Regions from separate parts of the Zea mays genome. Here region 2 is linked to region 1. The links are chromatin contacts, called in public Hi-C maps. All regions are on one chromosome and are shown on one strand. Each heading gives the region's core, a stretch centred on a gene start, on an enhancer-like site or on the middle of the called end of the contact. The rest is flanking DNA. Distances are from core to core; before and after follow the strand shown. Region 1 holds the start of LOC100286153. Region 2 holds the start of LOC100283881.

Region 1 (6,860 bases), core at 2,951-5,450:
TGGGGGCCAGGGTTCTTGGATTTTCTCGGCCGGGACCATGTTTAGTCTCTTCTTAGTATAATACCGGGGGCCGGTCTTTCCCTCCCCGGCCGATTTTTTTTTGTTGGGTCTGCCTTGCCCTTACTTGACTCTCATTCTTTAGGTGAAAGAAATTGTTTGATGTCTTCGTTTGAGCCAAATTGTTATTTGCTGCAAGCATGTAATATGGTTTTCTTGACATCTTATGGGTATCATATTGCCTCTTTCATTTGTGTCATTCCATCAAACATTTTATCTTTGGTCCTCTCTTTAGGTACCTTTGCATACGAACTTAGCGCGGCAGCTTAGTTCCCAGTTATTACTGAGAGAGACTATAAAATTCCTTATTATAAGCCTCGGCTTACAGCTTAGTTTAGCTGCAATATCTTCTTTTGCACTCGTCGCCACGGGTAACTTATATTTCCTTATTACGGTTACAGAATGATCGGAATTTCAATCATAATGTACTTCACTAGCTTCAGGTTCCTAACAAGTCTATGGAATCTGCAGAGTCATGAATTATCCCAAGCTAATGGTAACAGGGGATGCAGTGTAAATACATTAAACTCTAGTGCTGCGCGACAGCTCGTGACTGTCCCTATTGGATTGTGCCTTCCACCCACTGATGGCTCCGAGATATCTGCGGGTATGTGGGATTTTACTTTGCTACTCAAATCTATAAACTGTTCCAAGCATCCTATCCCAGTTCTTTTTGTCCATATCATAACTTGTACAAGTTTATGCCTGAACATTTTCTTAAGCTGTGGCTGTGATATATATGAGGCATTTTTCTTTTTTTTCGCTAAAAGCTATTGCATATATGATAATCGATTTTACTAACGAGGCCATTTTGAGTTTTTGACATCACTTTTGATGCAGCTTGTTTGAACTCTGTAGACTCTGGAGATATCAGTAGCAATGGCAAGTTATCACTTGGTCTTCATCAATCTCAGTCATCTGCACAACAGCCAGCTACACCGTCACAGACAAAAACACTTGACAGTATTGATTGTCGTGCAAATCCTGAGGGTTCATCTATAAGGGCTGCAGCCATTGCAGCCGGTGCACGCATTGGATCACCATCTGATGCAGCTACAATCATAAAAGCGGCTCAGTCAAAAGGCGCCATCTACATTAGGCCTGGGGAAATAATCCCGAATTACCTGAAACCACTAGCACCAAAACCACTTTCCTCGCTACCACCGATGAACCCAGGGCAGCTCAGACGATTTGGTGATTCTGCTGCCGCGAAGGATGCAATCTTCGGTTCTTCGGATGGCACGGACGATGACGACGAGGAAGACACTGATGACGAGGAGGACGACGAGCTGACTGACAACGATGCAGAACATGAATAATCTTCTCCCCCTGCACTAACCTCTCCTAATGGTATGTGACGTGGTGATCTTCAACAACCTCTTCAACCAATGGAATCTTGTAGAGCATAGCTGTATACATGTTTATAGTCTGTATTTAAGGCCCCAGCTGCCACCTCCATGAGCCAAGAATTCTTCTTTGATCTCTCTCTCTCACTTAGCATGCCTAGAAGCCCCACTTATTTGACCTAAGGACAAACATTGGACTCCTTAATCTCCTTTTTTCTTCTGTTGGCTCCTGGCGAGGTTGGTGGTGGTGGGTCTGATGGTCAGTTCACATGTGTAGCTGGTTAGCTATGTTATGTACAGCATGAGTTGTACGCTGGCGAACTGCTTTCAACAGTCCAAAATTTTGTACCCTGTTTTTCTCTTGCTGGAAAGGGATTTGTTGGAACTGAGCTCACAGGTCCTTTGTTGATTGGACTTGGCTTGGAAGAGTGGTTGGTTCGTTGCTGGAAAAAAAAAATCAAAATTGATTCTTTGATCATGTTCATTCTCCCGCGACTTGCGGCGGGGGTGTTGAGGAAACTTTGTATAGATAGATCTGTTTCGTTTGATTGGTAAGTGTTGTTGCTCGCTGACACATGCGCGTCAGCCAGATACATTTGTTTTTGAGACCCATGGCATGTCAGGGAGGTCAACTTTTGTCTGATTAATAACATGATGGTAAGTGGTAAGAGCGTGGTACTGAGCACCAACTAATGCATTTAGCAGCAGCAGCAAACTTGAATAATGCGTGTATTCAGATTCTAAAACCAGCCCAGTCAAGATCCAAAGGTAAAATCAAACCGCATTGATCAGGTTTCAATCCAAAAACTATTAGCAGCCTTGACATTGTCATCGTCCTTGAAACGTCATGAACCCGTTGACCGTATGCTAATTCTGAATGATCTTAAGACTGAACTGGCGTCGCATGGTTCGTTTCCCAGGCACGAGTGCAGGACGAGTTTTGGAAGCTGGAGAAGCAAAGCAAACCTATTGGCTATTGCATTGTTTGTATTGGCAGCATGTCGACCACCAACCCCCGGAGGTAGGAGCACCTACCATGGCCCCCTCATTTTGTCGTCCCTGATGGCCAAGTAGGAGGCTACATGTCATGTATACTGTAGCAGCCGTAGCAGCTCTGATGATGATGGAGGTGGACCAGCTCCAAGATCCAAACCTATGATCGAACTACCTTTTTATTTCAACCTGGAAGACAAATGCGCATACACTCGCGCACTGTGTTTTGAGTGTGATGTAAGCCAGATTCAAGGAAGAATAGTGTTGCTGGATGGAGCTTGAGCTTTCATGGTTGGCGGGGGCTGGGAGATGCTTCTACTCCCCACTCCACTTGAGGTTCAGGAATCAGGAGTGGTTGGTTGGAATCGGAAAGTCGCGGGCCGCACATCCTTTTCTTTTTCTGAGCACCACTACGCCTCTTTATCCAATTAGAATACCACACATGCTTGGATGGAACTCGTGCTGTTCTGCACTGACATCGGCATCTGTCACCACTTTCGGCCCCTAGTAGAAGATGGATTTGGGATGTATAGGTTTTCAAAGCTACAAATATCGCTACAGTATTTCTCATTAGACAAATTTTTTTAAAAAATATTATTTTATAATATGATTATTTGGTTTTATGGATATTTTAAATATTTTTTTAATAAATTTGGTCGGCCATTAAAAAAAGGCTCGACTTACCAATTCTTTAGAGTATCTCCAAAAGACTAGCTAAATAGCTTGTCAAGCTAAATTTTAGCTATTTAATAGCTCTCCAACAGACTAGCTATTTAACTTGCTAAGCTATTCGGCTCTCTAAATTAACTCTCTCACTAGCTAAATTTGGCTAGCAACTCTCGCTAGCTAAGCTTACTTTATGTTAGAGAGTCTGTTGTAAAGAGATGTTATATATATATAGTTTAATATTTATAGAGAGACAAATAAAAAGTTAAATAGAGAACTAAAAATAAAGAGTCTCTTAAAGATACTCTTAGATACAGAGGGAGTACCTATCTTGAGCCTTCTTAATTATTCCCCTCTGTAAAATCAAAAAAGTTAAACATCCGTTTGTGTTCCATTAGTTGGCATTTGACTCCAAAAGATGTTTATTTTTCGTTACATGGCTCGTGGATGTGACAACTACTACTAGCACGGTTGTTCAGATTCACTGCTTGCCATTCCGAGCCGGATTTCCTAATTAAAACGAAGGTTGTTACCACCTCTTATTATAGAAAATTGATTGTTCCACGAGAAATTCTCCCAAGTTTTAACAGCGCAGAAAATCTAGATTGCATGATATTTTTAGAGTTTCTGATATCATAAGGCCGGTTTGTTTTCGCCTATAATCAATTTATTTATAATTGTTGTATCACGAGTTTTTTTTCTAATTCTTGAATTTCGATCGTGCCAGTTCAAAAAAATTATGAAGAAAAATTATCGAAACTGACATTTTTTCCAACTAATATATAGTCCATACTAACGTTATACTGTGATGATTTGGATGGTTAGGTAAATAAGTAGATTATATAGTGGTATAAATATAGACAAGAAGAGAAAAATCTAAGTGGATATTTAGTTTTAGGGATTAATTTTTAGTTCCTACATTTTATTCTATTTTAGTTTTAAAATTATTAAATATATAGTTTCTATATTTAATAATTTATAAAATAAAATAAAATAAAATGAAAAAACCAAACATTAGTCCTTAGAAACCAAACAAATCATGAGCACCGACGGATTTGGCAGCTGGGAAATGGGATCTCACCAGATCCCGTAAGCGCGCGCCACGCCGCCACCTAACGCAGACACTGCATCCTCTACCTCTACAAATGAAACCCCTCAGACAGTCAGACGTCCCGTGCTCGTCATCACCACCCACATCTCAGTTCACCCCGGCGTCGTCCTCTTCCCCCGGAGCTACTCTCCCGCTCCACGTTCCAAAGGGTAAGCGCGCCTTCCCCCCCTCCCCCCTTGCTGTATATGCCCCCTCCCACTCTCCCGCTCGCCCATTCCCTCGCTTCCGCTATCTCCCCGCGCCTCTCGGATCGCCTCGGCGCGCGGTGAGTCTGGCATGCTGCTGCCCCCCCGCCTGCCTGCTCGGTCTGTCTGGATTCGTAGCCATTGTTTCCTTCCCTGTAGGGGTTGCTTTGCTGCGCTACGCTGTGCGGAATTGGTGGTTTTGGTGGGGCTCGATATTTTTTGGTCGAGTCGTTGAGATCGCCGCTGGGTTACTGCGGGATTAGAGTCGATTGCCCCCCTTTTGTTTTTCGAGGAGATGTTTCGAGTCGTAATTATATGAAATCCATCATTGTGATTTGAGTTGGCTAGCATCTCAGGCCCCCAGATTTTTGTTAGCAGCGTAACGCGCTGTTAATTTTTAGATCGTTTCCGAAGGGCGGGCGGGCTCTGTTAGATCTACGGGAACATTTAAAATTTCTTCATGTATGTATGATCCGGAAGTTAGTTGGCAGATTCACTGAATGGACAGTGATAGTTTTATACTGATCAATTTGTTTTCTGTGGCTGTAGTTTAATATATCATTGCTTCCTGTAGAACTGTACAAGTGCGCATTTTATTTGCAGCTTTGTTGAGACAAATATTCAGCTAGCTTCTTGTTGATGTGAATCAAGCTGATTTTAACATTTTGCTGTTATATAGAAAGATGGTGTCCCATATTGTTGCATACGCTTGTATGGGCCCCTAGAGCTAGAGAGAGCTCTTTTAGCTTATTTGCAGTTTTTTTTTGGGACAAATATTCAGCTAGCTTCTCTGTCAACCTGATTTTAACATTTTTCTGTTATATAGAAAGATGGCGTCCCATATTGTTGGATACCCTCGCATGGGCCCCAAGAGAGAGCTCAAGTTTGCCTTGGAGTCTTTCTGGGATGGGAAGAGCAGCGCCGATGATTTAGAGAAAGTTGCCTCTGACCTCAGGTCTAGCATCTGGAAGCAAATGTCAGAAGCTGGGATCAAGTACATTCCCAGCAACACCTTCTCGTACTATGACCAGGTCCTTGATACCACGGCCATGCTTGGTGCTGTCCCAGAGCGCTACTCTTGGACTGGAGGCGAGATTGGCTTGAGCACCTATTTCTCAATGGCCAGGGGAAATGCCACTGTCCCTGCTATGGAGATGACCAAGTGGTTTGATACAAACTAGTAAGTCAACTTCTGTCTCTTGAATGTTTACTTGGTTTTTTTGTGGTATTGGTCTAACATTTTTTTTATTACCTTGCTCCTCGCAGCCACTTTATTGTCCCTGAACTTGGCCCAAGCACCAAGTTCACATACGCTTCTCACAAGGCTGTTTCTGAGTACAAGGAGGCAAAAGCGGTATGTTGCTGTAACAACAGATACTGTCAGCTGTTTGTAATTTAGTTCATTTACCCTTCTCATCATTGTTTGCTTGCATGGCTGCACGGTTTAGTAACAGGGAAAAATGCAGCAACCAATATTTATGTCTCCCAGCTTAGAACCCACTTCTTTTTGGTAAAAGCACTTCAGCTGTACTGAACCTATGGCTTATTTAAATCCTTGACTGGTTTGATGCCTTCAATACATTCCATAACATTGAAGTAAATTATAAGTTAACCCACTGCTTTGCTAGCCTTATTTGAAGTCAAAGATGGACAAGCTTGGAACACACTGACTTTTCCATCTTGACAGTAATGTACTAATGCATAACTGTCACAAAACTATTTTCTCATTCAACTTTGCATAGCAATATGATAGGATTCCCTGCAGTGCTCTTTTTCTTAATGTCGGTAGTTTTCACCCTGTAAAGGAAGGGGCATGCTATTTTCAATTATGAAAAATAATGCCTGCAAACTTTGTTTTTGCCCCTCATGCAGCTCGGTATTGATACTGTCCCAGTGCTTGTTGGACCAGTGTCATACTTGCTCCTCTCTAAGCCTGCCAAGGGTGTGGAGAAATCTTTCTCTCTTCTTTCGCTTCTTGGCAGCATTCTTCCCATCTACAAGTAAGCATCCACACAAAGCAGCCAACATTTTTTCCAGCATGATTCTCGTTAATTGATAATGTGATATTTTATGAAATGAAGGGAGGTTGTTTCTGAACTGAAGGCAGCTGGTGCTTCATGGATTCAGTTTGATGAGCCTACCCTTGTTAAAGACCTTGATGTTCACGAATTGGCAGCATTCTCTTCAGCATATGCTGAACTAGAGTCGGCATTCTCTGGATTGAATGTGCTTATCGAGACATACTTTGCTGACATTCCTGCTGAGTCCTACAAGTATGTTTTTTTTTAGTTTTAACATAGTCTTCGCCACGGTCTTCCTCTCAGAGTAATATAGTTGAGAAAGAAAACTGAAAACTTATTTCTTTTGCAAACGCAGGACCCTCACGTCATTGAGTGGTGTGACTGCTTACGGTTTTGATCTTATCCGTGGAGCCAAGACCCTTGATCTTATCAGGAGCAGCTTCCCCTCTGGGAAGTACCTCTTCGCTGGTGTTGTGGATGG
Region 2 (6,860 bases), core at 1,099-3,598, 160 kb before region 1:
GGAATTATTACAGCTCTTTCAAATAGCTCAGCTCTTTCTTTTGCTTCCAGAATCCGTTTTTTCTGTCGCAGAGAATGCCTGTCAAGGGTTTCCTTCAATGAATCTACCTCTTCAGAGAGCTGCTCCACTTTTCTGCAAAGACAGAAAAAAATAATGCGTCATAAATTTAACACTTGGTTCCTAGTTCCTAGTCCTAGCCAATACAAACTACAGACTTTCTACATTCAAGGGGAACTCACAACCTAATTCTTCTACTACAGCATTTCTCTGATATCCACCACACGAAATGCCAACCTCTAAAGAAAAAACCACATGTCCACGCAGCAAACAGCATGATGTGTGTCAGGCTGCCAGCGGCCAGCCTGCTGATGCTTGGGCTTTTTGGCTTTGAGGAAGTGGAGAGGTTGTACTAGAGAATGCAGACATCATGTTCTCCAACAAGAATGTTAATGGGTTGCAGAGAACTTTCATGACAATAACACTGTTTTTTATGAATTTCAGAGCCAAACCTGTATGAACAATTTGGACAATCCATGCAGAATTGCAACACATGAGTCTTACAGACCTCAGCATATCCCAAATCTATTTAAGTACTAGAAGATCTGGTAACGAGACAATCACCAACATGCAACTTAAGGTCAATTGGATCTATTTGCAGTTAAGGGTCAAATATAGTCAATTCGTCTCCCAATGATGTATCTGTGCATGGTTACAGCACTTGAAAGCACCCTGAAGGTGAATAAGTGAATACAAAAAGATAAGAACTGCTAATCAATTAGAAATAACCAATAGGAAATGAAGATCCTAAGTGTATGTTTGCACAGTTGCTTGTTCCAATTCTTGTGAATTTAAGCTAACTTTACTAACACAAACCATGAAATTGAAGTGCATCAAAATATTTTTCGCTTACCGATGAACCTGTGAAAGAATCAATCTAAGAAAACATAATTTTCTATATGGCCATGCACACCTGTACTGCGGAGTCAAATTGCTAGTCCTAGACTCCTAGTTAATTCTAAGTGAAGCTTCAGTTTGCACTAGTAGCACTATCCTTAGGTGCAGAATACCTGACTTCATTTTGCAGACTTCTACTTCTTATTACTCAGTATTTAGAATGAGACCCAATAAAAGTTCTGACGAAAACAGACAACATGTTCTGGGAACATGGCTCTCCCTTGCTCTGGCTCTGCAACATGTTCTGGGAACATGGCTCGCCCTTGCTCTGGCTCCGCACTATAGTAACCGACAGAGCTTGAGCCAGAGGAGCCACAAAATGTGGCTTCACCGGCTCCCTGGCACCCCATTGTTTTGAGAATGAGGGAGAAGAACAGCTTCATGAACAGTGCAGCTACAATAGGGCGTCAGCCAGAGCCCAAATACTCACAAAGCAAACTCACTACAACTTTTTGGCTCATGGAAAAAGAAGCAAACATGCTGGGATGTCAATGAGAGTACATATATCTCATCAATACTAGTTAGTTCATAAGTCCACTGTCCAGCCCCTATTGACCATATGTGCAAAACCAAACCTTAGAGAATGAACATAATGGCAAAACTAACTAGTCAATGGTTAGTCAAGGAAAGCAGTAAACTTTACATGCTAAAAATGAATTCAGCATGTGAATCGTTTCATTGATTGATGCTTATCCATGTATGCCAAAAACTTATAAGCTACACGGAAGTCTAACGGCAGAAAACCGAGAAATAATCTACCAGTCACAGGCTGACAGAAGCAGATTCCCAGCACTACAGTAAATTCAGTTTGGTTACTCCTTGGCTCATTGTACTTGACACAAAATTCACGTCCTACCGACTGAACTGGCAAATATCACGGCAAAATTTGCGACTACGGTAAATCTAATGGTCTGCGGCGCAGGCGGTGTGAGATCTCTCATCTCTAACCTCACTACCAACTCAACCAATTGTAACCGAGCAGCTAAAAGGAATAAGGATCTAAAGAGGATCCTCACCTCTTCCAGAGGTCCCGTTGGCCTTTGGCGGGGATGGATCGCCAGAGTCGGTCCATCTGCGCGCACAGCCCCTGGATCTGCGCCACCTCTCGCCGCACCTCCTCAGCAACCGCGGGGTCCCCCGACGCACCACCGACGAGCGGCGCCGAGGAGTAGGAGGACGAAGTGGGTGCCGAGGCAAGGCGCTCGACGCGGCCCACGCCATCCCGCGCCGAGAGTAGCAGCCGCCGCGCGCTCTGGTACATCTCCGACAGCGTCGCACCGCCGCCTGAGTATTCCATCGCCGCGGCCCTCGGCGTTCGTCGGGATCGAAGAGGAGAGAAGGGAGTTCTTCCTTTCCTTTTTTACTCGTTGCCCCCTCTAATTGTTTTGTTTTTCTAAAATGAATTTCAATTTTGAAGGATAGGAAGATGTTGAGATGAGGCCGTGAGGGACCCCAGTCGTGGTATGACGTGGATGGTAACACGTGGCAGGTTATGATTGGGCATACGTTGGCGCTGCCTTCATCTCGAAGCCATGGGCTGGGCCCGTATTTTTTAAATTTAGTCATTTTTCGAAAGAAAAAAAACATATTTGACCCGAACAACTTAATATCATTTTTAGACCATTTTCTCAGCGCCATAAGTCATGAAGCCAAGAAGTAAATTTTAATTATCCAAATCATAGATTTGCTAAATAATTTAGAGCGTCTTCAAGAGACCAGCTAGATGTTTCATCAAGCTAAATTTTGAATACTCAATAATAAAATAACTTTCCAATACATCCAATTTGCCAAGCTATTCGTCTCCAAATTGCCCTCCTCTATCCAAATTTGGCTAACCACTCACAATAGCCAAACTAGCTTGCCAACTGTGGGATGATGTGTAAGACCCACACATTGGTGTATGGAGAAGAAGAGTTGAATGTAGCGGTTGGGATTTGAAGAATGGGAAATGAAAAGTCTATTGGAGCGAGATGCTACTTATAGAATGTAATTTTTATGAGGATGTAAATATAGAGTCAAAAATGGAGAGTTCCTTGGAGACACTATATCAAGAATATTGAGTTCTTTACTAGCTCTTTAAATTTAGCTTGTTATTTTATTTTGAATCTATCCACACCCAAAAAAATAAGTCACAAATGTCAATAGTCAACTTCATTACCTAAACAATACAACCGATTTTTTATTTAGGTAGTTGGTAAATTGTTGCCAAATGTAGAGAGAAGATGGAGTTAGATGAGAAATCGCTAAATTTAAACATTTTATTTAGAGAACTGTCGAAGAAAAGTTTTTTGGTTATTAACTACATAAATTATTGATTTATAGGGTTTTAGAGAACTACTAAGTTGCTCTTAGGTGCAGGTAAAGAGGGATGTTTTATAAATTTTCAAATTAAAACTTCACGTCAATTGATAGTAGTTAAAACCAGATTACCCTATTTAAAATACCAGGTAATCTTATGTTTTTTGAAACTACTATCGTTATATGATCCAGTTGATGAAATCTTAAAATTCTATAAAACAAACTAATTACATACAAGAACCGATGTCACCATGTTTTCTAGGGTTTTGCACATAATAGCAAGAAGCTTTATCTTTTTAACTTAACCTCTACTTGTGATATTGCAGAGTTGTGCTTATGAAACTCACAAAGTGCCTGCACATAATTTAGCACAATACGAATATATCAAGAGAAATACAAAATATATAATTCAAAACACAAAGGAGACAATCAAATTTAAAGAGTGTTTGGTTCCTCTGTCTAAAGTTTAGTCTGTGTCATATAAAATGTTTAAATGTTAATTACGAATATTAAATATATTTAGTTATAAAATTAATTACATAGACAAAGACTAAACCGCTACACAAATTTATTAAGTCTAGTTACTTCATTATTAGTAAATATTTATTGTAGTATCACATGGACGAATCATATACTAATTAAGCTTGATAAGTTTATCTTGACTTTTAGTTTTCATCTGTATAATTAATTTTATAATTAGACTATATTTAAATTTATAACTAGCATCCAAAAATCTAATATGACAGAGACTAAATTTAGTGGGAGTATCCAAACGCCGCCTTACTAAGGTCCCCACTTAAAGCATACATCTCTACTAACTATTAAGGGGGCAGTGTAGACTGCCCCCGCCGCCAACAGCCCGCACGCCAGCCGCGACCGCTCCACGAATCCCGCCGCGAATGCCGCCGCGCGACGCCACTACAGCACACTGCACACCCGCCAGCCATGCCGCACCGCACGCCCGCAACGGCCTCCTCCCTACGCATGCGGGAACCGCCCGCACAGCCCGCCGCGACCCCCACGCACGCGGCCGTCCCTACGCCTGCCGCAAAACCCCCGCCGCGACCGCTCCACGAATCCCGCGCGCGTATCCCGCCGTGCGACGCCGCTACAGCACACCCGCCAGCCACCACATCCCCAATAACTCTAGCGCCCCTGAACCTGATCGAGGTGTCGAAGGCCAGCAAGAGGAAGGCCGCCGCGACCGCCGAGAGTGGAGGCAAGGCCGTGGTGGAATTCTTGTTGTCTTCATCTGCGACCGTGGCCGCCAATAAGGTGGCGAACGACATCGCGGCGCTTAAGCTATCAGGCTGCACCTGCACCGGGGTCCTCACATCTCACCCCTTCTCCCACGATATCCACGTGAGCACCCATTTCCGATCGAACCCTCGTCTTCCTATTCTTTTTTGATTTGTGGTGTGAATCTTTTACACTCCTAAACCTACACCGGACGCGGAGGACTTAGCAGTCATCAGTTTATTTTTTTCCCATACTATGCCATGTAAGATTTAGGACATTTGGAGTCACTGCTTCCATCGACCTCCAGAGATCTCTTCTGCTCTGTTCCCCGGCAAACTGATCTCTGGTTTTGATATGTGCACTTACCTTTGATCTTTGAATTATATTATTATACCATCATGCCTTGCAAATGCATTCTAATCTACAGGAATTTTGCTAGCGCACTTCACTAGCTTACGACAAGTATTGATTTTCTTTTATATTTTCTCAGGGTACTTCAGATGCTGTAAGGCAGTACTTGTGGCTATTTGAGCAACATAATGTGATGGAAATTCTAATTATTGCTGGGTCAACATGTTCCTCCTCGCAGTGTCAGAGTGCGAGATTGTACTCAGCACGGTGAGGGATTTTGGTTTTGATCTCGTTGGACTTGAGTTTACTGGAAGCTGATGTAGTGCCTTCTACCTGAATTTTCTTGTATCACTTTGTCTATGAATTCTCACGATTTGCCCAACTTGAGAATCATATGGCCTCCTCAGGGATTCAGTGGGTTGTATGAGTAATCAAGAAAGTGGATTGGCAGGTGTAATCCTTTTATTTGTGTTCTATTGGATCACTTCTGTTCCTTCATATACATATTGAGAAAAGTAGCACTACTTGTTCACTCCCGCATAGATGGGAACCATTTGAAACAGCTCAGCAGTAGAACATACAACTTCAGGAGTTCAGAGCTTCCATTCAGTTGGAGAGAACATATTTGGTAAATGAGGTGTGCTCTACTCTCTTCTTTGGTACACTCCAATTAGTTTCATACATATCCAGAAGTCTAATTTCTTTTGGGAAATAGATTCAGCAGGTTGCTGAGATAATCCATGAGTTTAAACTATGTACTACCTAAAAAGTCACAATTAAGATTATTTTCAGCTTAGTGGTTATTAATGTAACCGTAAATACTAGGATTCATTAAAACATTAGAGCTTGAAATATAGAATTAGATTAATCTGTGATATCAGAAGAATCTTGTAGATCCTATTCAGAAATATGCGACAATCTTGAGAAAGTGTACCAGTGAAAATATGAAAATGCAGATAAAATTGCAACAAGAGGGATATCCATTGCCATGTCACATAGTCAGCGCTTTGGCTTTCTTGGTCCAAATGGCTTGGGAAAGACCACTCTTATTAACATGGTAAGTTCAAATATAGATCTGGACACAAAAATGTATCTATGTTATCTTTTAGCTTCACATATATCCATCATCTATATTGATTGTCATGTTATGAGCCTCTGTTCTTAATCCGTTAGATATGATCAGTGATTTGTACTTGGTAACAGTGAACTCTTCTTATTTTGGTCAAGAGGGAGATCCTGATACTTTGGCAAGAATTAAAGCAGACACAGAAGCCCCTGAAGCAAAATAAGAGGTGGTGCGTGATCCATGATGAATATTATAGATGATGATTATAGCAATTTATCTATCTGAAAATACTTAAACTTCTCCATTCACTGATCTTTGTTTCCCTTGCTAATAAATAATTGCCATTTTCTAATAAACATTCTATTTGCTTGTTTTGTAGCAAAATAAATCGTTCGAATCCAATTGCTGAAATGGTAAAACCATTAATTATAGGCAGCAAATAGTGTGTGTCTGTTGTGTTGTGGGCACACTGCATTATCCTTGGAGATGACACTTTGTTCCAACTTCTGGTGTAAAACTATTATATTTAGATTCTCTAGCGGCTTTAAAATCAGAGATTAGATGGAGGCTCTATGTATTTAAAGATGGTGAATCATTGAATGGTAGGTGAGGCGCACTCTTTGAAGGTAGACAAGGCGTTGTTCGAGGGAAAGTCGAACTATGTTATGTTTTCAGGTAACCTGTAGAAAGAAGTTCTCTGAATCTGTGCCATAAACTGTTTCCACTATGCCTAAACTTAAGTACATGTGAGTACATTTTGTCATTAACAAAAACTAGAGTTGCATTAAATTCTATGTTTTTGTTTGAGGTTAAATCGATTTTTCTATGTATATAGAAACCTCCCAAGATTATGCGGAATCAATCATTTGATCTGTGCTCCCCCATCGCCACCAGCGACGGTGCCACCCCTGTTGCGTCCATGGGTGCCAGGAAAGACGGTCAGCTAGGCAAC

What was found. Hi-C and Micro-C count contacts between places; a contact is called where the count stands out from the background.
Region 2: a contact with region 1 is called in a Hi-C map of tassel, with 2.2 times the contacts expected there. The contact joins the promoter of LOC100283881 here to the promoter of LOC100286153 in region 1. A contact is called at or near these places in 3 of 25 Hi-C or Micro-C datasets (endosperm, leaf and tassel).

What each region holds. Positions count from the first base shown.
Region 1 is chr1:265,744,753-265,751,612 of Zm-B73-REFERENCE-NAM-5.0, reverse strand. LOC100286153 reads left to right here and starts at 4,200. Exons shown (of 14, transcript NM_001159041.1): 1 at 4,200-4,322; 2 at 5,185-5,538; 3 at 5,625-5,712; 4 at 6,231-6,358; 5 at 6,440-6,631; 6 at 6,735-6,860. The coding sequence starts at 5,189. It overlaps LOC103643784 (protein FAR1-RELATED SEQUENCE 5), which reads left to right. Exons shown (of 3, transcript XM_008666945.3): 2 at 529-664; 3 at 916-1,797. The coding sequence ends at 1,376.
Region 2 is chr1:265,906,591-265,913,450 of Zm-B73-REFERENCE-NAM-5.0, reverse strand. LOC100283881 reads right to left here and starts at 2,348. Exons shown (of 4, transcript NM_001156779.2): 1 at 1,971-2,348; 2 at 12-132. The coding sequence starts at 2,251.